5 separate regions of the Mus musculus genome follow, and all the other regions are linked to region 1. A link is a contact called in public HiChIP or PLAC-seq and promoter capture Hi-C data. All regions are on one chromosome and are shown on one strand. Each heading gives the region's core, a stretch centred on a gene start, on an enhancer-like site or on the middle of the called end of the contact. The rest is flanking DNA. Distances are from core to core; before and after follow the strand shown. Region 1 holds the start of Supt5 (suppressor of Ty 5, DSIF elongation factor subunit). Region 2 holds the start of Lgals7 (lectin, galactose binding, soluble 7). Region 3 holds the start of 2200002D01Rik (RIKEN cDNA 2200002D01 gene). Region 4 holds the start of Zfp60 (zinc finger protein 60). Region 5 holds the start of Map3k10 (mitogen-activated protein kinase kinase kinase 10).

What was found. Promoter capture Hi-C pulls out the DNA fragments that hold promoters and counts their contacts. HiChIP or PLAC-seq counts read pairs in DNA pulled down with a chosen protein or histone mark. Capture Hi-C pulls out chosen DNA fragments and counts their contacts.
Region 2: a promoter capture Hi-C map of liver shows a contact between it and region 1, with 2.8 times the contacts expected there. The contact joins the promoter of Lgals7 here to the promoter of Supt5 in region 1. A contact is called at or near these places in 1 of 115 datasets of contacts at active chromatin or transcription factors (large pre-B cells) and 1 of 9 other capture datasets (liver).
Region 3: an HNF4G HiChIP or PLAC-seq map of pancreatic cancer cells shows a contact between it and region 1. The contact joins the promoter of 2200002D01Rik here to the promoter of Supt5 in region 1. A contact is called at or near these places in 2 of 39 promoter capture datasets (embryonic stem cells and liver), 1 of 115 datasets of contacts at active chromatin or transcription factors (pancreatic cancer cells) and 2 of 9 other capture datasets (adipose tissue and liver).
Region 4: a promoter capture Hi-C map of pre-B cells shows a contact between it and region 1. The contact joins the promoter of Zfp60 here to the promoter of Supt5 in region 1. A contact is called at or near these places in 3 of 39 promoter capture datasets (hippocampal neurons, liver and pre-B cells).
Region 5: a contact with region 1 is called in a promoter capture Hi-C map of the HPC-7 cell line. The contact joins the promoter of Map3k10 here to the promoter of Supt5 in region 1. A contact is called at or near these places in 4 of 39 promoter capture datasets (the C10 cell line, the HPC-7 cell line, cranial neural crest and 1 more) and 3 of 115 datasets of contacts at active chromatin or transcription factors (astrocytes, large pre-B cells and trophoblast stem cells).

What each region holds. Positions count from the first base shown.
Region 1 is chr7:28,337,328-28,340,027 of GRCm38.p6, reverse strand. Supt5 (suppressor of Ty 5, DSIF elongation factor subunit) reads left to right here and starts at 1,309. Exons shown (of 30, transcript NM_013676.1): 1 at 1,309-1,333; 2 at 1,593-1,676. The coding sequence starts at 1,602.
Region 2 is chr7:28,863,040-28,865,739 of GRCm38.p6, reverse strand. Lgals7 (lectin, galactose binding, soluble 7) reads right to left here and starts at 1,354. Exons shown (of 4, transcript NM_008496.4): 1 at 1,254-1,354; 2 at 821-909; 3 at 5-206. The coding sequence starts at 1,259.
Region 3 is chr7:29,247,188-29,249,887 of GRCm38.p6, reverse strand. It overlaps 2200002D01Rik (RIKEN cDNA 2200002D01 gene), which reads left to right and starts at 1,421. Exons shown (of 4, transcript NM_028179.1): 1 at 1,421-1,531; 2 at 1,648-1,760; 3 at 1,923-1,991; 4 at 2,154-2,367. The coding sequence starts at 1,510. The coding sequence ends at 2,294. Yif1b (Yip1 interacting factor homolog B (S. cerevisiae)) reads right to left here. Exons shown (of 8, transcript NM_001110201.1): 8 at 2,356-2,651. The coding sequence ends at 2,496.
Region 4 is chr7:27,730,113-27,732,812 of GRCm38.p6, reverse strand. Zfp60 (zinc finger protein 60) reads right to left here and starts at 1,404. Exons shown (of 5, transcript NM_029531.2): 1 at 1,343-1,404.
Region 5 is chr7:27,673,149-27,675,848 of GRCm38.p6, reverse strand. It overlaps Map3k10 (mitogen-activated protein kinase kinase kinase 10), which reads left to right and starts at 1,268. Exons shown (of 10, transcript NM_001290528.1): 1 at 1,268-2,506. The coding sequence starts at 1,825. It also overlaps a transcript of Zfp607b not described here.

The DNA.
Region 1 (2,700 bases), core at 60-2,559:
AAGCATGCTGCTTTTATTAACTTTCTGTCTTGAATTTTTTTTTGTGTGTGGGGGGTTCGAGACAGGGTTTCTCTGTGCAGTTCTGGCTGTCCTGGAACTCACTCTGTAGACCAGGCTGGCCTCGAACTCAGAAATCCGCCTGCCTCTGCCTTCCCAGTGCTGGGATTAAAGGCGTGCGCCACCACCGCCCGGCTTGTCTTGAATTTTTATGTCTGTGGATATTCAATGTCAGCCGAGGCCTGAAGAGGGCGAGCATTAGCTCCCCTGAGACTGGAGTGAAAGCGGGTTGTGAGCTGCTGGAAATTGACCACAGCTCCACAGCAGCCAGCGTTCTTTGGCGGTTGAGCCAACTCTCCAGTTTAGGTTTTATTGTTTTGTTTTGGTTACAGTGTTTCACTGTGTAACCTTGGCTGTCCGGAATTAAATAAATGTGATGGTTTTGTGCATAACTCCTGGCTCGCCTGTCCACCTTCAGTTCTTCTTCTTCTTCTTCCTCTTCTTCTTTTTTTTTTTAAGATTTATTTATTTATTTATTATATGTAAGTACACAGTAGCTGTCCTCAGATACTCCAGAAGAGGGCATCAGATTTCGTCATGGATGGTTGTGAGTCACCATGTGGATGCTGGGATTTGAACTCAGGACCTTCGGAAGAGCAGTAGGCGCTTTTAACCACTGAGCCATCTCACCAGCTCCCGCCTTCAGTCTTAAATCCGTATTAAAGTGTCTTTCATTGTAAGCATGGTGGCACACGCCTTTAATTTCAGTACCAGGGAGGCAGAGGCAGACATGGGCTTATCTTTGTGAGTCTGAGATTTAGCCAGGCTACAAAGTAAGGCCTTATCACACAAACAAACAAACAAACAAACCAGATCATTAATAACACAATACTGTGCCGCGCTAAACTAACAAGTTTTGAGATTGTTTTGAGCATCGCCAGGAATTCGGATTTAACCTGAGTCTAGGTCCCTAAAAATCTAGGGGAACTCCTCAGAATGCCGAGGGTGGCGGTGTGAAGCCGAATCTCTGTCCCGTCACCTCTGACACCTCCGAGGGAAGTTTAGAGGACGGACGAGCCAACAGTTCACCCGATTCAGCTCTGGGTTAGGAGAAGCCGATTACTTTTCGACCTTCTCAAGATGGCGGCCGTACAGTCCGCGTAAACCACTTTGGCCACTCCGGAGATGGCGGCTCCAAGAGGCCGCCCTCAGAGCAGGCCCCTAAAGTCTCGCGTTAGGTGAGACTGACGCGCCAGTTCTCGCGAGAGAGCGCTCAGGCCAGCTAGGCGTTGTGTGATCCGCAGCTGGCGCGGAAGCTTCAGGTGGCAAGCGATCGGTGAGCGGGCGTGGGACGGCAGGCAGGGGCCGGAGCGGGGGTCGGGGCTGGCGGAGGTTCAGGACGTGTGCCGGCCGCAGCCAGGGCCGGGTGTGCTAGCTGCCATAGCCCGAACAACGCGGGTTCGCGACCGCCTGAACCAGGCTGCCGGAAGTGCGCCTGGGGATTTTCTCCCCCGGTTTACCTTGCGGGGAAACTGAGGCTTGGGGGTGGCGCTTTTGGTTCCGCGACGCCCTGAGGCCGCGGTCTTCCTCTGCAGCTGCGGAAGATGTCGGACAGCGAAGACAGCAACTTCTCCGAGGAGGAGGACAGCGAGCGCAGCAGCGAGGCGGAGGAGGCCGAGGTCGGTGCCTGGGATTCTTAGGGGAGACGTTGCGCCTGGGGACAGGGACAGGGGCAGGGCAGAGAGGGCCCTGGGGGAGCCGGGGACTCGGAACGGCTGGGGGGGAGGGTGGTTCCAGATTGTCGGGAGAGATGGACGAGTGTGCAAGTCAGCGTGGAGCGCAGGGGCAGCGTCCAGAAGGTGGGGGTGCGCCAGGTCCACGGTTGGCTTTCATCTGATTTGTTTCTTTCGGTTTACTTTTTATCACTTGCGATGCTAGGATTGAGTTCAGGGCCCTGCTAGGTGGACAGCCCCAGCTCTTAGGATTCTTTCGTGTTTGTGTTTTTAGGTATCCCCAGTTGTTCCAGAAGTGTGTATGTATTGCCTACTGTGTGCCAGCCTGTACAAGTCTTTGTCCTTGGGCTCCTGCTAACAGATTTTAAAATGTAAATCGACAACTGATGGGTGAATGTGAATTTGCTACTGTGAATAAATATAGCCAGTAAATATGAGAGACTCCCAGGTTCAGCATCCTAGTGTGAAAATCCAGATGATTTTGTAACTTTTCTAGTCTTCTGTCGATGCTACGAATGGAAAATTCCACATATGACAGGTCAAAGTCAACACTAGTGCACTAAAAATACTGTGTTAAATGACTGTGCACAGTATATATGAAAGATATATGAATTTCATGTATTGTCCCGTTCCAAGGTACCTTATTGTGTATGTGCAAATAATCCAAAAATCCTCCAAGATCTGAAATATGTATACTTTGGATTTTATTTGTTTTGTTTTGTTTTCTTTTCTTTTTTTCTTTTTTGGTTTTTCGAGACAGGGTTTCTCTGTGTAGCCCTGGCTGTCCTGGAACTCACTCTGTAGATCAGGCTGGCCTTGAACTCAGATCTGCTTGCCTCTGCCTCCTGAGAGCTGCCTTTGTTTTTCCTTTACCTCCCAAGTGATGAGATTCCTGAGATGACAGCACGGACAGCCTAAAATAGGAAATCTCATCACATCTTGTCTCAAGCTGTGAATTAAGGATACGTGG
Region 2 (2,700 bases), core at 105-2,604, 530 kb before region 1:
CCACCTTGAAGCCTTCCTCTGTGGCGATGAGGAGCACTTCAAAGGGCTGCCCACGCTCGAAGGGGATGCCGGTGCCTCGCTCCTCACGGCCCCATTTGCCTTGTTCTTTGGTGTTGAAGACAACCTCGGAAGTGTCCAGCCTCGGGTTAAAGTGCAAGGCGGCATCTGCTCCTTGCTCCTCACCGCATAGCAGGTTTACATGGAACCTTCGGGGACAGTAAGCCTCAAAGATCAGCAACCACCATGTGCAAGTTATGTGGTTCCACCGGCACACCCACACCCATAGGGAGTCCCTGTGTTTGTAGCCAGGATCCCCCTCATTTCCAGAGCCTGGAGCTGTCCTAGGTTGTGGGATGGCCTGCTGTGCCTGAGTGGGGTTCAGGGAATCGCACTCCAGATAAGCAGAGTTAATAGCAAGGGACCCCACTATTCCAGGTTATCAATATTCCCACAAAGCCCAAGGTCTCAATTTTAGTAGGTCATGGACTTGATGACCGGGTACCCTGGGCATCCAGGGTAGCTTCAAGATCCAAGAGAGATTTTCATTGTCCTGGAAAACTGGACATGGAGATCGTAGGACTAACCAGGGATTCTTATTATTGTTCTAGAAGCCTACATTTTTAGGGAGACTTGGGCACACCCACCCACAAGTCTTGGGGAACATCAGTGAAAATATCCAAATTAAGCTAGCAATAGGGACTCCAAGACTCCACATGGCAAACAAGGTTCCAGGGACACCATATGTGGGCTCTAAGAACCAGGGTTCAACTGAGCCAGGAGATGCCCCACCCACCCTTTCCCCTGGAACCTGGGATATCACCTGCCAGCCTGGTCAGGGACCATGCCTCGAATTCTCATGACAGTGCCCACGCGGACGCCCTGAGGCAGGGAGGTCTTGTGCTGGGTAGCCTGTAAGAATTGGGTGGGGCAAGAATGAGAACCAGGGAGACAAAGAAACAGACTGGTCAGCCCCAGCTAGGAACTCCAGGGACCAGGCAGAAACCAAGAGGGATGCAGATTAACGGAGAGGCAGAGACAGGCACACAGACCTGACAGAGACAATGCAGTTAGAAGAAAGCAAAGCCAGCTGGGAGACAACCTATCAGGACGTGCTGGTGAAACCCAAGAGATAGCAGCCAGCTCTCCTGATACCCGTTTTTTGCTTTGAAGGGGAGGTTTAAGCTAGTCCCAGCTTCCAGACTTGGCCTTGTCCCAAAGCCCCGTTTCCCCAGCTTGGGCCCCAGTATACTTACAGACATGGCGGGCACAGCAATACAGCAACAATGTGGCCAGTCGCTGTGGGAGGGGACCTTAAGTAAAGGCAAGGTAGTGGTTCAGCTCCTCCCTTTCCATCCAACGCCCACAGCTGGCACAGACCCCTGCCCTAAGGCAAAGCTGTCAAGGCCGGGCGAGTCTCCTCCTGCCCTGCCCCCACACACCAGCTCCCTCTCCCCTTTTCCTAGGCTTAGAGATAGGGACAACCTTTAATACCAAGACTGGGGAGGTTTGCCCTGTGCTCTTCTCACCTCCCCTTTCATACCCCTACCGCCCTGTCAGACACTGGACTCCCCTGGAGATCTAGTGGATCCAGAAAGGCTGCGCAAGCATCAGCCTCCACCCTTTCTGAAAGGAGCCTCTTCCCTGGAGCGCAGGCTGCTCTGCTTTGTCCTGGCCACCTCTGCTTCTGCCGTCAAAGACAGGCATAATAACTCAATGGGGTCCCCAGGAAACCCGCTATTCCTTTTTATCCTATGCTGTGCCCCCACCCTACCCCCCAGGTTACCAAGAGTGTGTTGGCACGTTTGAAGTGGTCAGTAATGGAGTGGCCAGTAACGGAGGGTCAAATAATGAAGTTTCACTAACAGTGGCCAGGCTGCTGAGACCTCTGGGTGTCCAGATGTGTGTCTGAACCTTACCAGGATATGTGGAGTATATCGAGCCACTGTACTGACGTACAGGAAACAGTGCTCATGGGAACAATTTGCCCAAAGATCAAGATCAGCGCTCTGCTCTCTCGCTCTCTCTCTCTCTCTCTCTCTCTCTCCCTCTCTCTTCTCAGTGGTTCCTACTTTTCTTCTTCAGGTCTCTATCAGCTCCTCCTTGGAACTGAGCCCACCTTCCCATCCAATGAGAGTGTGATGGAATATGGGTTGGTGGGTGTCCCGGGCTGCCAGTCACCACCCAGATCAAATGAAACACATTGGGGAAACTTCCAATAGCCTGAGTTTTAGTCTCCCTAGACCAGCACTCTAGAGAAATAGAGAAAGTGTGTGTGTGTGTGTGTGTGTGTGTGTATGTGTGTGTGGGTGTGTGTAGGGGTGACTCATAAAGAATGAAAGAGAAATTTCTGGAAGGCAGGCAAAGGGAGGGTGGGAGCGCTGAGCAGTTACCACTCCTAACAGCCCAGCAGCCTTCCTGAAAGATCTTTCCCATCCCTATCCCCACCACCCTACTCCTGCCCCACCCAGCAGGTGGCAGAGCCGGAGGCCAGATGCATGCTGGGAGTGGAAAGTTGCCTTGGAGATTAGGAACTTGCTACCTCTCCTGCTTCTCTGTCCCAGTTTCCCATATTCAGACCCCCCCCCCACGCCCGCAACACACACAACCCTAGAATACACATCAAGGAATCCCGTGAGGTGGCCCAGAGAGGGCACAGAAGATGCCAGAGAAACGTGGGCGCTGCGATGCTGGGGGAGGAGC
Region 3 (2,700 bases), core at 172-2,671, 910 kb before region 1:
TGTACTGCCTTCTGGCTTCAGGCAGCAGGCATGAATAGGTGTGCATACATAGGCAAACATCATTATAGGGAAGAATTTAAACTGTAAAGAGGTAAGGTGCTAGAAGGTGGTTAGGGGTATTTGTTGTTCTAGTGGCTCAAACCCAAGGATGGCTTCCACAGACAGCAGCAGGCCTCCACAAACACACACACACACATTTAAAAATAAAGTTTTTCAGGTAATGGGAAGCACCAAGTATGTGCTGGAATGACACGCGTGGAGCCTGCATGACCAGTGCAGGCATTTCTGCAAATGGACATTAAGCAGGCATCCAAGGTGGCACATGGCCACCTTGATCCTTGAAGTAGCCACCTGTTCCTGCTGAGAGGTGGGCGCTCACTTTTGGAATATACAGGTGGGTGTTTTGTTTTGTGTGCACGTGCCTGGATGTGCACCTGTGGAAGTCCAAAGACGGTGTGCAGGCGTGAGTTCTCTTAGGTGGTTCCGGGTGATTAGATTCACCTCATTAACCTGGCAATTCTACACAATGAGCCACCTCACCAGCCTCCTTATTTTCTTGAGTCAGGTATATTGCTGGGTGGCACAGAACTCACTCTGTAAGGCCAGGCTGGCCTTGAACTCAACTTGCCTCTGCCTCCTGAGTGTTAGAATTAAAGGTGTGTGTCACCAAGCCCAGCACTCTTATGCTGTGTAGCCCAGGCTATGATAGAGTCTTCAATCCCCCTGCCCCAGTCTCCTGAGCAGTGGGCTTACAGTACCTAGCTTAGAACTAATGTTGATGTTCCCGAAAGTCACATGGTGAAGCCATATCCCAAATTGGAGGTCTTATATTCAGACATGGAGAGCCAAGACTAGAAGCAGGAAGCAGACCATCTCTGTACTGGGGCTCTCTCCCTGCCTATGCCTAGCTTCCAGCCCCGAGCCTTGCCGACTATGAGGTAAACTGCTGCTTAAGCACTAATCTGTTATGTTTAACAGCCCAAATTAAGACACCTGCCTTTACCCAAACAACGCAACACATTTCACCACCATGCACTCTGCCAAGCACCAGCCTAGGAATTCAACCCCACCACCCCAGGGTACAACTTTGCTGGTGCTTTTCAGCTGCCGCCAGGGCGCACTAGTCTGGCCACCAAATTCTTCAGACACTACTTATCTCAGCTCGGAGGAGCTGAGAACCAGACCTCGTTGCTCCCAGAATGCACTTTAACTTTGTTCAGTGTACGGAACGGCTTTCCGGAAGCAAGTACCCCCGCAAAGGGACCAACTGATGACTAGTCTCACCCCCTTTCTCCCAGACACCTACAGCCACTTCTAACCCCACTTCCCACTTAGGAAAGTCTGGGTGGAGCCGGGAGCGCCAGTGCAGTGAGTCAGGGCCAGGGAGCTGAGGGACAAAGGTCCGGAGGGTGAGGCTTCGCGGAATTCCTGAGATGGGCAGGTCGTGCAGTCCCACCCCCTGCCCTAGGCTCTGCCTAAAGTTTCCGGCCATCCAGACTGGTCACCGCCATGGAGTTTGACTTGGCCGCAGGTAAGTTCCCCGGGGAGTGGTGGATTTGCTGTGTAAGGGGCCAGACTCAGAGCCTGGGAATACTGAAGGGAAGCTACGTCGCCTACATAACCATGTAACTCCCCTCTCCTCCGCAGCCCTGGGCCCTGGTTCTAAGAAGCCAGAGGGGGCAGGCCATGTGGGAGACCCCAAACACTGTCCTCTTAAAGCGCCGGGCGGGCCAGAGGCAGGCGCTGCTCACAAGCCGAGGGTAAGTCACTTCATCACCGGCACCGAGTCCCGAGGGCCCGAGATGAGAACTGGCTTCCGTCCTTGGTCCTCGGCCACACATCAGCCTTCCAGTTTGGGTTGGAAGCTGCTCGAGTGGGTCCCTGTCCTCACTGTAACCACTCCCTCCCCAACCCCCATCTAGCGTGTCTCTGGCAGCTCCTCCGACTCCAGCAGCAGTAGCAGCTCCAGCGACTCAGAGGCAGAGGGGAAGGTAAGAGACGGTCCCTCTCCCAGTGTGTCCTCTCGCACCTCAGACCCAGGCCCCGCTGCGGTCAGGGTCACGTTAGGCTCCTTGCCGAGGTGAGTGGGGCGGGTCCAGTACAGCTTTCAACCGGGCCACCTCCTCTCCTACCCACCGTCCTTGGCTCTCCAGGAGTATGCCGCTGGCTGCAAGAAGCATGAACGCTCCTCAGACAAGGCCAAGAAACCCAAGGTGAAGAAGGAGAAGATGGAGAAGAAGGAGAAGAAGGAGAAGAAGGAGAAGGAGAAGAAGGAGAAGAAGGCCCCCCATTGACTTATTAAACTTGCAGCCCTTTCCGCTCCCCAGCGCCCTCTGCCGGTCAGAAGTGGAGGCTGCGCCGAGCCCATCAGGTTTATTGTTGCGGGTGTGCAGTAGGCGACATGAGCACCTTGGCTAGGAAGGAGGGCGCGGGCCTGGAGGGCGGGAGCCCTGGTCAAGCGAGATGAGTGTGGGAGCTGGAGGCCAGGCCGCAGCTCACCGTACAAGGTGGAAGGTGAGCCAGTACATGAGTACCGGCTGCGCAGCTGCCACTGCCATAGTCAGGTACATGCGCAGCTGGTTCCGCGCCCCACGCACTGGCACTCCTTCGGCCGCTGCCTGGGCCAGGATCTTGAGCCGCAGTGTCCGGATCTGGGTGGTAAGGGTAAAGTGGGGGTCCCGTAAGTGCCAGGCAGCTCGG
Region 4 (2,700 bases), core at 155-2,654, 610 kb after region 1:
ATACAAACAGTTCGTCGCAACATTTGGAAAAACACTCTGCTCTATGGTATATTCACCTTCCTTGTTTTTGAAATAGGTTCTCACTGTGTAGGCCAGCTGGCCTGAAACGTGTTATGGGGATCAAGCTGCTACAGAATTCACATTGCCCTTCCTGCTTCTTTCTGCCTCGTTGTACCCCACAAAGCCTAGCTTTTCTGTTTGAGTGGCTTTCTTAAACATCCACCAGCAATCGCATTGTTTCTCACACTCCCTTGTCCTGCAGAACACTGAGTGGAATGAACCCAAGATGGCCTCACAGAGCAACAACTAAAGCACACCAGGCCCTTAGGATATGGCGGCACTGCACTAACAGGCTTCACCACAGGCATCCTAAGGTTCCTGACAGGCCTGGAGAGCCTGAGGGGACAGAACCAAGACTCCAACCCAGATGGAGGGGAGGGGAGGGGAGGGGGAGAGAGCCTACCACTTTCCCAATCTCAAAATCTACTAGAAAACAAAAACCTCCACTCTTCCGCTGCTTTGAAATGAAGACCTGTAAGAAGATCTAAGGCCATCTGACGTGTGACACCATCCAAATAGAAATCGATTTAGCACATCGGAGTTTGAAAGCCCTTTTGTTAACCTCTGTCGGTTCCTATCTATAACATGGTCGGTGAGGTGGGGGGAGTGATTGTAGACAGAAGATGTCAAGGGTCATTGAAACGATAATGTGAATACTAACTGGAAAGGGGAGGGACAATGTAAGGGACACAATGATGGCGGTATCAATTTACACGTTCCTTCTTCATTTACTGACAATTCCATATTCTAAACATAAAACCCTCATTTCTCGCACAGAGAGAAAGCGCAAACTCGCCCTTGAGCCTTCGGTGGGTAGCAACAACGATCTCACGCTCCTCCAGCCCTCCTTTTGAATAATGGCCTGCGCAGGGAGCCTGAGTAAGCCTAGATTACATCTGAGTAAGCCTAGATTACATTTGAGAGCATCCCCAGTGAGCATTTCCCCTCTCTTCCCTCGACACTCACACGGCTAGAGCTCTGAGAAAAGGCCAGTAGGCCACCCTCGGAGGCACTTTCGGCCTCAAATGCTCGTCACAAAGCTCAATCTGAACCACAGGGAAAGCTTCCCTTCAGACTCCGCCCCTCACCTCTCCTCAGTGAAGCTTGGTCCTCTGCTGGTGGCCGCGAGAGAAAGCGACAAGCACGGTGATAATGCAAATAGCTCAAGGTGCGTACGCAGAGACGCGCGCGCGCACACACAGCACCGTCCCTAAACACTCACACACGCATCAACATCCATCCACCCCACCGTCCACACCCACACCCGGACTCCCGGCCTTACTCTGCAGAGACCGAAGACACAAAGCAATTCCCTACTCAGACCAGAAAGACCCGACCGTCCGCTATAGCGCCGCCAGGGCACCGGAAGTTGCTTTACTTCCGCCGCGGTAGCCCCTGGGAAATGTAGTGCCGAGTGCTCAACTCGATGAAGCCTAGCGGTCTGTAGTTCAGAGAGATCACTGCACACAACTTAGGCCAGGCCATCTGAGAGCTATGCCAGTGGTTTGTGGGAGACGTCGTGTTCTGTCTCCCAGACCCCCCACCCCACCCCCGGACAGAATAGGAAGCGTGATCAAATCCGGATATAACTGGCGTGGTTACACTTTGCACCAAGAGGGATTCCACCTGCTGTGCTCTAGTAGGGACTATGGTAGATTGGAAGACACTGAACTAAAGAATTGGTTGGTTTTAAACGTGGTAGTTTATATCAGCGATTTCAGACAGCCAGATGTTCAGAGAGTCAGTGTCCCTGTTATCTAGATAGGAAAACGTGAGTGAGGACTAGTTGGATAAATATCAACAGAACTGCGCCCATTTTGAAAGGTGAATGACTAGCATGTGGAAGTATCTAAACAACCACCGACGTATGTAAACAACCACCGACGTATGCCTTGTTTATGTAGGGAAAACGTACTTAGTGTAACATGACATTGAAAGATCCTGACAGAATGTAAAAGGTCACACAAGCCCTGAAATTGGCAAGATAGATGTCACTGTTAGCAGAACTAGCTTCACTGATTTAGAAAAATAGAGGTGCACAATGCTCTGGCCACTCCTTGAACCCGTGTGTCTGCCAATGTTTTGACCGTTCCTTGAACCCATGTGTGTGCCCACTGATGAAGCCCATTGCCAGGTGTTTGTGATATTGGTTGCTGAAAAAGAGTCAGAAAATCTCCCCAGCAACAACAGCCCGGCCAATCTAGAGTTCCTACACCTGCACCAGACTCTTCCCTTGGACCCCTCCCATACCCATTTCTTGAGAATAAACATTGTTTAGATCTGGAAATCCCCTACTTCCCCCTTCTCCTTCCCCCCCTGAGGGCCTATAAAAACTGGGACCTCTTTCCCCTTGGGGTCGACTCCTCTACCCCTGCGTGGGATATGAGTCGTCCCCAGAGCTCTGGCTTTCCCCGAATAAAGCCTCATGTGGTTTGCATCAAGCTTGGTCTCTTGTGAGTTCTTGGGTGTCCGCTATTGTCCTGAGGCCTGAGCAAGGGGCTCCTCTCGGAGTCTTTCAACATGAGCTTTCAAAACCACATTTATTTATTATTTATATTTACACATATTTTTCCAGAACATGAGAGAAAACTAGTGTCAAGGTTAATGATAATCCTATTAGGACCACTAAACATATTAGAC
Region 5 (2,700 bases), core at 19-2,518, 660 kb after region 1:
GATAAGTTAGAAAAATATATAGGCAGGTAGAGAAACGGCCTTCCTGCCAGGGTTGTTTCCTTCCTTAGAGAAAGGTTAGAAGGACAAATGCCTAGGCAAAATGTTAAGATGAGAGGACCCATAAGTCTTATAAAATGCTAAACACAGAGCCCTTGTAACGACTCCCAACTCAGCGATTGTCAGCTTGCCTCAATAAAGCTCCACACACGCACACCTTTGTCCCTCTCAGTCAGTTCTTTGCCTGTCCCACAAATAAACTCAACCAGAATCTTAGTTACCGTAGGGGGCAAAGATGGGTCAGCTCTAAAGGGCATATGCTGCTTTTGCGGAGAACCTGAATTTGGGTCCCCAGCACCCACATGGGGTGGCTCACAACCGCCTGTGACTGAAGTTTCCAGGAGATCCAACGCCCTCTTTGGGTGCGTGCACGCACGCACGCGCGCGCGCACACACACACACACACAATTTAAAAATACGATCACTGACAGTGTTTGTTTTTCAATTTTTCAATTTCTTTTAAACTGCCCTTGACTCTTGCTTTGCCATTTATAATTTAGCAATCTTGAACAAAGTGAGTTTGTTTCTCTGAGTCACCTGTAAATGAGGCTCTTCGTGAAGATTTAATGACATCATCTGAGCAAAGCCCCCACCCCCGGAAACCCCTCCTTTCAGCCCCCTCTCTCCAAACTGAAGCTCATTATAGGAGGCAGAAGAGTATAGACAAGTTCTTACTGCAGATGCCAGTGATCCCATAGCTGGTGAGGCAAGCAAATCTGGCTATGAAATCTTCGAGACAGTACACTTCGCCCTCCAGCCTGCTCCTGCCCAAAGAGGCAGCACAAGTCTGTGCGTTAACTTGCTCCAGTCACCCATTGCTCTCTGAAGCAGGTGGTTCAAGGAGCGCAATGGTCCACGAACGAACTACATTTCCCAGCATGCACTTCCAGCCAGGGACCCTAGAGACTATCCTGCGAACCTTGTCCGAACCGCTTTAGGAGTATCGGTCCGTAATCTCCATTCATTCAGCTCCTATGTTTCCCTTGGCTAAATGAGTCAGTTACCGTGAACTCCAACATGAACGGGTCTCCTGCAGGGCTTGTAGAAAGCGTTGGTTCATTCGCCCTGATAGGAGATAGGGCCTAAGGACCAGGGCTCATGTAGCCTGGGACGAACCCAAGGCCTCGCAGCTTGGGACTACAACTCCCAGGCGGCATCGCGGCGGCAGCATAAACACGTCACTGGACACCGCCAAGAGCCCCGGCGGGGAGAGGGACTTAGGGGGCCGACCAGGAGCCGGCTGAGGAGGATGGGGGCCGCCCACGCGTTCCTCGCGTGAGGAGGCCGAGGGGCGCGCCACCCCATCCCGGGGCGGCCGCCCCCGGGGCGCCGCCATCCCTGCCCGGCCCTGCGGTCGTGGCTGAGGATGCGGAGCCGGGGGCCGCCGGTGGAGCTGCGCGGGGTGAGAGGCGCGGGGAGGGGCGGCCGCTTGCTGCCCTCGGCCTCGGCCTCCGCCGGCGGGCCCCGCTCGACCCGGCCCTCCCTGCGCCCTGACATCGTTGGGGACAGGTGAACCTAACGCCTCTCCTGCACAGCCAAATCCGAGGGATCGGTCCTATCGTTTGAAAAAGGTGTTTTTTAGGTTTTTGGGGTTTTTTTTCTTTTTAATTCCTTCGCTCCAGCGGAGGCCCCTCCCCCAGCTATGGTCCCCAGGAGCCCCCCGGGGTCCGCAGGGACTGTCTCCCATCCCGGCCTCCCGGCCCCGCGCTCAGCATTCCGCGGGCAGCCTGCGTGAAGCGGCCTCCCGCAGCCCCCGGCCCCTCCCCCATGGAGGAGGAGGAGGGGGCGGCGGCCAGAGAGTGGGGCGCGACCCCCGCGGGGCCAGTGTGGACCGCCGTGTTCGACTACGAGGCGGTGGGCGACGAGGAGCTGACCCTGCGGAGAGGCGACCGCGTCCAGGTGCTTTCCCAGGACTGTGCGGTGTCTGGAGATGAGGGCTGGTGGACAGGGCAGCTGCCCAGCGGCCGTGTGGGCGTCTTCCCCAGCAACTACGTGGCCCCCGCTGCACCCGCCGCACCCTCAGACCTCCAGCTGCCACAGGAGATCCCCTTCCACGAGCTGCAGCTGGAGGAGATCATCGGTGTCGGGGGCTTTGGCAAAGTCTATCGCGCCGTATGGCGTGGAGAGGAAGTAGCGGTCAAGGCCGCTCGGCTGGACCCTGAACGGGACCCGGCAGTGACAGCGGAGCAGGTCCGCCAGGAGGCCCGGCTCTTTGGAGCCCTGCAGCACCCCAACATCATTGCCCTGAGGGGCGCCTGCCTCAGCCCCCCAAACCTCTGCCTGGTGATGGAATATGCTCGGGGAGGTGCATTGAGCAGGGTACTGGCAGGTCGCCGGGTCCCCCCTCATGTGCTGGTCAACTGGGCTGTGCAGGTGGCTCGGGGCATGAACTATCTACACAATGATGCCCCTGTGCCCATCATTCACCGGGACCTCAAGTCCATCAACAGTAAGTGGTATCCTCTCTCCCAAAACTCTTCCGCTGAATCTTATGAGGCCAAGCCCAGATCGTTGGAAAGGGCAATGGACAGCAGATGGCACTGCATGGGGCAAGCAGGGCCAGGTGAAGGGGGACTTTGGTTGTATTAATAAGAAAAGGGAAGCTCAGAAAGGTCTCTTTCATTCAGTAGGTCAATGATGGTG